Regions from separate parts of the Mus musculus genome. Here region 1 is linked to region 2. The links are chromatin contacts, called in public promoter capture Hi-C maps. All regions are on one chromosome and are shown on one strand. Each heading gives the region's core, a stretch centred on a gene start, on an enhancer-like site or on the middle of the called end of the contact. The rest is flanking DNA. Distances are from core to core; before and after follow the strand shown. Region 1 has its middle 22 kb from the start of Spink2. Region 2 holds the start of Arl9 (ADP-ribosylation factor-like 9).

What was found. Promoter capture Hi-C pulls out the DNA fragments that hold promoters and counts their contacts.
Region 1: a promoter capture Hi-C map of trophoblast stem cells shows a contact between it and region 2, with 4 times the contacts expected there. The contact joins the enhancer-like site here to the promoter of Arl9 in region 2. A contact is called at or near these places in 18 of 39 promoter capture datasets (the 3T3-L1 cell line, 3T3-L1-derived adipocytes, the C10 cell line and 10 more), 4 of 15 datasets of contacts at CTCF or cohesin (embryonic stem cells, large pre-B cells, pro-B cells and 1 more), 29 of 484 Hi-C or Micro-C datasets (3T3-L1-derived adipocytes, bone marrow-derived dendritic cells, cortical neurons and 13 more), 16 of 115 datasets of contacts at active chromatin or transcription factors (the SCID.adh cell line, bone marrow-derived macrophages, cardiomyocytes and 10 more) and 3 of 9 other capture datasets (adipose tissue, liver and pancreatic islet).

The regions. Positions count from the first base shown.
Region 1 is chr5:77,231,233-77,235,483 of GRCm38.p6, reverse strand. No RefSeq gene overlaps it. Among named protein-coding and RNA genes, the nearest start is that of Spink2, 22 kb to the right of the region's middle. Within about 2 kb of position 1,368, at least 3 of the 459 cell types and tissues checked have an H3K27ac peak or open chromatin away from gene starts, as enhancers often do. A contact at or near this core is called in trophoblast stem cells, where this site is marked.
Region 2 is chr5:77,001,370-77,006,022 of GRCm38.p6, reverse strand. Arl9 (ADP-ribosylation factor-like 9) reads right to left here and starts at 1,968. Exons shown (of 4, transcript NM_206935.1): 1 at 1,924-1,968. The coding sequence starts at 1,968.

The DNA.
Region 1 (4,251 bases), core at 119-2,618, 230 kb before region 2:
AGAAAGAACCAGGGGTATGTTGGTAGAGGTGAAGTATGTGCCGGGGTGGGAGTGGGCCTCTGCTGGTCCATGCTGAGACATCCCTTCCCCCTGCGGTCTCAGCCATACCATGGATATAGTATGAAATAGTTTATTTAGGGCACTGGGAGGGGAATTAAGGGGGGAGTAGTGACAGAGAAAGGGAGGGAGAGAGGGGGGGAATAGAGCCAGCTGTGAACATGTGGAGAGAGAGGTGGGAGGGGAATGGGGAGAGAAGAGATAGAGAAGAGGGGAAGAGAGCAAGAGAGCGAGGAGGGGGCAAGCAGCCTCTTTTATCCTGAGTCCGGTACACTTGGCTGTTGCCAGGTAACTGTGGGGTGGAGCCTAGAAGAAATGCTAATGTACAGCCCTGGTACAGTCAGCGGGGAGCTTGTCTCAGGGCTGACAACTTATTAAGCCACCTTGGTAGGACACAAGAGGGTTCAGACAATGATGATGGGCAGGCTTATGCCTTGACTGGGGCTACTTAGTTATGCATACCTCTTGCCCCTCTGTTTAAACTGAATCTATATGTCAGGAGTCCAAAATGGACGTGAGGTGGTCATTGAACCTCTATATTGTCCTTCTCGTTTTGGCCACAGAGAATAAACCTCCCCTTTTTGCTTTTCTCCATCATCTTTTCTCTTTAATTTTGTCATTGAGAATAGGAATCCAGCCGGGCGTGGTGGCACACACCTTTAATCCCAGCACTCGGGAGGCAGAGGCAGGCGTATTTCCGAGTTCGAGGCCAGCCTGGTCTACAAAGTGAGTTCCAGGACAGCCAGGGCAGAGAAACCCTGTCAAAAGAGAATAGGAATCCAAACCTGGTTGGTAATGTGGCCACTGATGTGCACATCCAAGACAATCAGTGAGACTTTGGGGCTGGGGGTAGGGAAGAGAAACACCGTTAACCGTGGGCCATTTAGTGTGCATGTCTTTAATGAAAGTGCACGCCTTCAATCCCAGCACTTAGGAGGCAGAGGCAATTGGAGCTCTATGAGTTCCAGGCTAGCTAGCCTCGTCTACATAGTTCCAGGGCAAACAGAGGTACATAGTGAGATCCTGTCTCAACCCCCTCCCCTCAAAAAAAAAAAAAAAAAAAAAAAAAAAAAGAAAGAAAAGGGGTTGGAGAGATGGCTCAGTGGTTAAGAGCACTGGCAGCTTGCTCTTCCAGAGGTCCTGAGTTCAATTCTCAGCAACCACATGGTGGCTCACAACCATCTGTAATGGGATCTGATGCTCTCTTCTGGTGTGTCTGAAGACGTCTCTTAGGCTAAGAATTAAAGCCACCAATGGCAAACTAGGTAAAAGATGACACCATGTATCTGTGAAGTTGCAGGAAACTGCAGCCCCGGGCCGAAGCTTTGGAGATCTCTCTCGTGAGTCAGACCCAGCGTGAATACTTCCGATGCTCCACACAGACTCAGATGCCTGTCTTGGGTGTTTTTCCCATAACAGGAATAGTACCAGATTAAGGCAACAATGTCTTATCAACTTCAGTCTTGGCTCTGACAACCATTCAGTTTGGCTTCATCTTGCCCAGCATCTCTGCAAATACTGATTATTGTGACCTCGTAGCATGTAAATGCTACAAGTATGATTGTTTCTGGGATTTGGGGCCTATAAATGCAACCATTTAGTGATGGAGACATAAAGAAAGCTTAAAGGTAACTGTGAGGAAGATTGGGGCCCACAGTGGTGCATCTTTCCTGCACTGTGCCTCCCGTGGTTGCTCGTCAGGCATCCACACCAGCTTAACTATTTTCTCTCGCAGCTCCTCGGAGGGGAACAAAGGTCCCTCAGTAGCAAGACTGTCATCCTTGACACTCAAGGCTGTGTCCTATTTATTTCTGGAGCTGCCACACCACAGATGGTCAGCAAACACAAATATATATTTAGGAGGAAGAAACCGGCCATTTTCTGAGTTGACTTTTCTCACATGTCTTTTCAGTGTAAATCTCTAGGCTTGTGCTCTCTACTGTGAAATCAAATCAGTGCCCAAGGAGCGAGGCTTCTTGCTCTGTGTTCTCTAGCTTGCTTCTGCTATAGACCTTAGCTAGTGTGTGTGTATGTGTGTGTGTGTGAGAGAGAGAGAGAGAGAACTAGACACAGACAGACAGACAGACAGACAGACAGACAGATAGAGTTTCCACTTCTTCTTCTTATTTTTTTAAAGATGTGTTTATTTATTATGTGTAAGTACACTGTAACTGTCTTCAGACACTCCAGAAGAGGGAGTCAGATCTTGTTATGCATGGTTGTGAGCCACCATGTGGTCGCTGGGATTTGAACTTAGGACCTCTGGAAGAGCAGTCAGTGCTTTCAACCACTGAGCCATCTCTCCAGCCTAAAGGTCCACTTCTAGGCACTGCCCCTCCCCAGCATTGTGAAATGTGCTTCCAGCTTCCATCATTGACAGACACTGCCCATACTTTCTAGGTATCTCCTTGAATTAGAAGCAGCTGGGGTCTGGAGAGATGGCTCAGCGGTTAAGAGCACTGACTGCTCTTCCATAGGTCCTGAGTTCAATTCCCAGCAACCACATAGTGATTCACAACCATCTGTAATTGGATACGATGCCCTCTTCTGGTGTGTCTGAAAACAGCTACAGTATACTCACCATATATATATAAAATAAATATAATCTTAAAAAAGAAGAAGAAGAATAGCCGGGCATGGTGGCACACACCTTTAATCCCAGAAGGAGAAGAAGAAGAAGGAGAAGGAGAAGAAGAAGAAGCACCAGCAGCAACTGGAATCTCTTAGTCTCTTGGCTTTGCTGATATAAACACACAGCTCTCACCTCAAAGGGAATAAGGGATAGTTTATTCTAGAGCCATGGCCTCAAGGAACATGGAACGATTCAGGTAGCCCTAAATACCATGTTCTGAAAGGGTTTTGTGAAATTTCTGATACATGGGTGGAAAGATCCAGATGCCAGCTACTGCAAAGCAGGGGTGTCCCCACTATGGGTTTCAGATGTGATCTGACAACATGTTTAGCTTTTGGGTTGGGGGAAACTAGTGGTCTGTTCAGTCAATATATTCTTTAACTTTACAACACAACACAGGGACTACCAAGGGCCCTGTTAAACCTGGCAAAGGCTTTGTCTATACTGTGAATCTCCATATAATGAACTGTGTGTGACCCAGCCTGTGTATAAACCAATAGAAAGCCTGATTTAGAAGTAAAATGTCGCCGGGTGTGGTGGCGCACGCCTTTAATCCCAGCACTTGGGAGGCAGAGGCAGGCAGATTTCTGAGTTCGAGGCCAGCCTGGTCTACAAAGTGAGTTCCAGGACAGCCAGGGCTACAGAGAAACCCTGTCTCGAAAAACAAACAAACAAAAAAACCAAGCAAAAAAAGAAGTAAAATGTCATGGCAAATAGCTGACTCAGCCAATTATATAGCAGCTGAGCTACAATCAACCTCAGGTTGTGTTGACCATGCCCCACTAACCAGTTATACTGTGTTTACAACTTGCATTTCCTGTCCACAAATGCTCCTCACCTGCAACCTGGTTGTCTTAGTACTTTTCTATTGTTATTAAACATCATAACTGTGTTGGTTTGTATATGCTTGGATCAGGGAGTGGCACTATTAGGAGGTGTGGCCTTGTAGGTATGGTGGTTTTTTGTTTTTTGTTTTTTGTTTTTTTTCTGGCTTTCTCGAGACAGGGTTTCTCTGTATAGCCCTGGCTGTCCTGGAACTCACTTTGTAGACCAGGCTGGCCTCAAACTCAGAAATCCGCCTGCCTCTGCTTCCCAAGTGCTGGGATTAAAGGCGTGTACTACCATGCCCGCCTGGAGGTATGGGTTTTAATACCCTTGTGCTGGCTGCCTAGGAGCCAGTAGACTGCTAGCAGCCTTCAGATGAAGATGTAGAACTCTCAGCTCAGCCTGCACCGTGCCTGCCTGGATGTTGCCATGCTCCCTCCTTGATGCTAATGAACTGAACCTCTGAACCTGTAAGCCAGCCTCAATTAAACGTTGTCCTTATAAGAGTTGCCTTGCCAGGCAGTGGTGGCCCACGCCTTTAGTCCCAGCACTTGGGAGGCACAGGCAGGTGGATTTCTGAGTTTGAGGCCAGCCTGGTCTACAGAGTGAGTTCCAGGGGCAGCCAGGGCTCCAGGGCTACACAGAGAAACCCTCTCTGGAAAAACCAAAAAAAAAAAAAAAAAAAAAAAAAAGAGTGCCTTGGTCATGGTGTCTGTTCACAGCAGTAAAACCCTAAC
Region 2 (4,653 bases), core at 719-3,218:
ATTTTGTAGACCTGGCTGGCCTCAAACTCACAGAGATCTGTCTGCCTCTGCCTGGGGTGCTGGTCTTAAAGGCTTGCGCCACCACCACCCAACTCTCTCTCATATTTTTAGTAGAAGTATCATGATTAAGCAGGAAGCCTAAGACTAGAGAAATTGTTAAACCCATCAAAATAACAAAAGAGTATTTGTTATAACGCCAAACATTAAAGCTGGGCATTTGTAAGCAAGTTTCAAAGGCAGCTCTCTATTACCATTCCAGCCTTAGAGTTTCTCACCACGAATAATCAGAAAGGAGCTTGTACCTTTAATCCCAGCACTAGGGAGGCAGAGGCAGGCAGAACTCTGTGAGTCATAGTGAGTCAAAGACAGCCTAAGCTACAGACCAAGACCCTGTCTTGAAAAACAAACACAAACACAAACCCGGTGATCATAAAGGAAGAACAGCAGGAATGCAGGGCTAGCTCAGGGCGCTCAGGGATGTGGTTCTTATAGTCCAAACAATATTTAAACAAAAACACTAGCAATTGTCTCCAATGGTCCTGCTTCCAAAATAATAACATCATATAACTCTGCTTCCACTATCGGAACACTAGAAATTATTGATTGAGCACAGTGCAGAGGATTAAACTCAGGAACTTGGACTTGCTAAGCAAGTATTCTCATCCCCAATCCAAAACATGATCTTAATGTTTGAGTCCGAGGTCACTATGCAGCCCTACAGGACTTGGAACTCATTGTGTAGATCAGGCTGGCTTTGAACTCACAGATCTACCTGCCTCTGCCTCTGAGGAGTAAAGATAAGTCCCCCATCTGTTTCAAAGGTGATCTAAAATACCATTAGAATCTCTAGCCCATCTCTTTTGTCTGTTGAATTTTTTGTTGTTTTGGGTCTCACTTTTTAGCCCAGAGCAGCCTTAATTCCCTCTAGTGCTGGCACTGAAACCATTCTCATCTGTTAAGAAAAAAAAAAAAAAATCTGAGTGAAAGAAAGATGTTTTACGGTATGGCCTAATAAGGACTTATGTAGAAAGCAGGATCTATGAAGGCCTCAGATTTTAAAGACAGTATATATTTGGGTTTTGTTCTTTGGGAGAAAAATTGTTTATGTTTATCTGGTGCACTCACTTGAACCTGTGTGGTGTGTGTGTGTGTGTGTGTGTGCATGTGTGTTGCATGTATGGTGTGTGTGCTTATGTGTGGTGCATGTGTGTGTGCATGTGTGGTGCATGTGTGTGTATGTGTGTGTGCATGTGTGTTGCATGTGTGTGTATGTGTGGTGCATGTGTGTGGTGCATGTGTGTGTGCATGTGTGTGGTGTGTGTGTGCATGTGTGTGTGCATGTGTGTGTGCATGTGTGTTGCATGTGTGTATGTGGTGTGTGTGCATGTGTGTGTGCATGTGTGTGTGCATGTGTGTTGCATGTGTATATGTGGTGTGTGTATGTGTGTGTGCATGTGTGTTGCATGTGTGTGGTGTATGTGCATGTGTGTTGCATGTGTGCATGTGTGTGGTGTGTGTGCATGTGTGTTGCATGTGTGTGTGGTGTATGTGTGTGTACATGTGTGTGGTGTATGTGTGTGTGTATGTGTGTGTACATGTGTGTTGCATGTGTGTGTGTGTGTGTGTGTGTGTGTGTGTGTTGCTTAGGTTTTACGTAGATGCTGGGGGTCCAAATTCAGGTCCTTGTGCTTGAGCAGCTGCACCGCACTGACTTAAAGAATTGGTATTTCCATGAGTATTTCATAACCCTGCCCTAACCTCCTTTTCCATCCGAAGTGTTGCAGTGCCTTTCTGAGTCAACACTATGGTATGGACAAGGCCATTGAAAATTTTCAAAACTGCACACTTTAAAGTAATAGAGGCACTAAAAAATGGCTGCAGAGCATGCATTGTGTCCCCTACCATTTCTACTACGAGTCCTACCCAGGCTACCCGGTCACACTTCATCAATTCTAAGATCATCCGCATCACTGAAATTAGGATATATTTTATTCCGGTTGGTCATCTTTTGCTGCCAAAGCAGTTTTTCTTAGTGATATCTAAAACAAGGACACCCAAAGTTTTAGGAAATATTGTATTAAAAACTGTCCCCTACTCCTAATCCCCCAGCCTATCTTTCCTAGAAATTCTGCACTCAAGGCTTACATTGTGCTTATATTTTAAGCTGACAATACAGACTGGCTCAGCGGTAGAGTTCATTGCTTAAGTTCTGGGTTCTAATGGTAGCTCTAAGAGTCAAGCCAAACCAAACCACAGGGTCCTTCACGTTTATCGTCTAGAGAAAGCTCAAAACACTGTAAATCGAGAGTTTAGAAGAAAATCTAATTTATTCTCCCCTAGGAGGGCGCAAACCCAGCCCACTACTAGAACTACTAGAAACTATGCAGTTTCTCACATTGGGTGAAGTGGCAGCGGCAGGCACATCCGAAGGGCAAAGTGAGAAGCCTGGCCCCGTGAAAAACACCCTGGAAGGTAAATACTCAAGTCTAATTCTGAACATCACTGTTCTTTGTCAATAGTTATTTCTTTCATCATCTGTGTTTCTGTGGAGTCTGTATTTTACAAGGGATCAAGTCCTGTCAACAATTCAAATTGTTAAGAACCAGGAAGCGGCTCTGAGGCAAGAAACCAACTAAGGTTCTGACCTGGAGTTCTGAGACTAATTAAGCCTGCCACCTTCCCTTCTGAAAGCCATGCAGACAGTAACTACAGCGCCCGTGGGAAAGAACCAGGGAGCCCCCAACACATCATGTATTATTCAATATGCATGTTTTCAAGAACGCTAGCTCTTCCAACAAAGAATATATTCACAGTAAGTTCGAGGAGGAGAGTTCAATATTGGTTTCGGCATTGTTTACGTGGTCCGCACGCTGAAGCGCTGAGGGACAGAGACAGGGGCAGTCTCTGTATTTCATCAGGACAATTAAGATTCCTGGTTTCTCAACCCTAGACAAGGAGGGGTAGGACCCGGGGACATAAGAAGGGGTAAGTAAAGTTGGGGACAGGAGGGGTGTGTTCGAACCTTGGCACTTCCCCCCATCCATAGACAGAAGCCCTCGGAAAAGACCCGATTCTCTGCGTACTTCGGCCACGACGACGTAACAGAGCCAGCGGGTCTGGATGCCCGCTGTGACCTCGGAAGTCCCGGTCCCAGGTCTCTTACCGGCGGCGGGTACAGGGTTTTAATGGAGGTGCTGGTGTTCTCCTTGACCTGTTCTGTGACCTGTTCCTTCTCTTTCTCCGTCCCTTGCTCCTCCTTGGCTTCCATCCCTGTCCCGTTCTCCTTGCCTTTCTCGTCATTTTTCCTTTTCTCTTCCTCCTTCCCTTTGTCTTTCCCATTCTCCTTGGTTTTCAGGTCCGCGCTCTTTCTTTTCTCCTCTTCCTTCTCTTTTCCGGTTTCCTTGGTTTTCAGGTCCGCGCTCTTTCTTTTCTCCTCTTCCTTCTCTTTTCCGGTTTCCTTGGTTTTCAGGTCCGCACTCTTTCTTTTCTCCTCTACCTTCTCTTTTCCGGTTTCCTTGGTTTTCAGGTCCGCACTCTTTCTTTTCTCCTCTACCTTCTCTTTTCCGGTTTCCTTGGTTTTCAGGTCCGCACTCTTTCTTTTCTCTTCTTCCTTCTCTTTTCCGGTTTCCTTGGTTTTCAGGTCCGCACTCTTTCTTTTCTTCTCTTCCTTCTCTTTGTCTTTCCCGTTCTCCTTGGTTTTCAGGTCCACACTCTTCTTTTTCTCTTCCTCCTTCCCCTTGTCTTTCCCATTCTCTTTGGTTTTCAGGTCCACACTCTTCTTTTTCTCTTCCTCCTTCCCTTTGTCCTTCTCGTTCTCCTTGGTTTTCAGGTCCACACTCTTCTTTTTCTCTTCCTCCTTCCCTTTGTCTTTCCCGTTCTCCTTGGTTTTTAGGTCCACACTCTTCTTTTTCTCTTCCTCCTTCCCTTTGTCCTTCTCGTTCTCCTTGGTTTTCAGGTCCACACTCTTCTTTTTCTCTTCCTCCTTCCCCTTGTCTTTCCCATTCTCCTTGGTTTTCAGGTCCACACTCTTCTTTTTCTCTTCCTCCTTCCCTTTGTCTTTCCCGTTCTCCTTGGTTTTCAGGTCCACACTCTTCTTTTTCTCTTCCTCCTTCCCCTTGTCTTTCCCATTCTCCTTGGTTTTTAGGTCCACACTCTTCTTTTTCTCTTCCTCCTTCCCCTTGTCTTTCCCATTCTCTTTGATTTCCAGGTCCACACTCTTCTTTTTCTTCTCTTCTTTCTCTTTCCCTTGGTTGATTTTCAGACCTACCTCCTTCCCTCTCTCTTCTCCTTTCCCTATCTCTTTCCCCTTCTTGTTTTTCAGTTCCACAGACTTCTTTTTCTCCTCTTCCTTCTCCTTCTCTTTCCCCTTCTCCTTGCTTTTTACTTCCACGTCCTTCTTTTTTTCCTTCTCTACCTTTACTGCTGTTTCCCTAGTGCTCGAAGAAAACCTTTGACTCTCTTTCTTAGTCTTCCCCCTCTCCATCCCCGCCACCGCCTTTCCCTTTCTGTCCCCTGCGCGCCCGCGCGCCGGAGCCGCCCCCGATCCTGGCAGGTGTGGCCCTGGTGTGGGGCTCAAGGTGGAGACGTAGGACCACAAGGCGTAGGCCACACCCATGGTCACCGCAGTCCTGCCAGTGAGCACAGCTGACTATC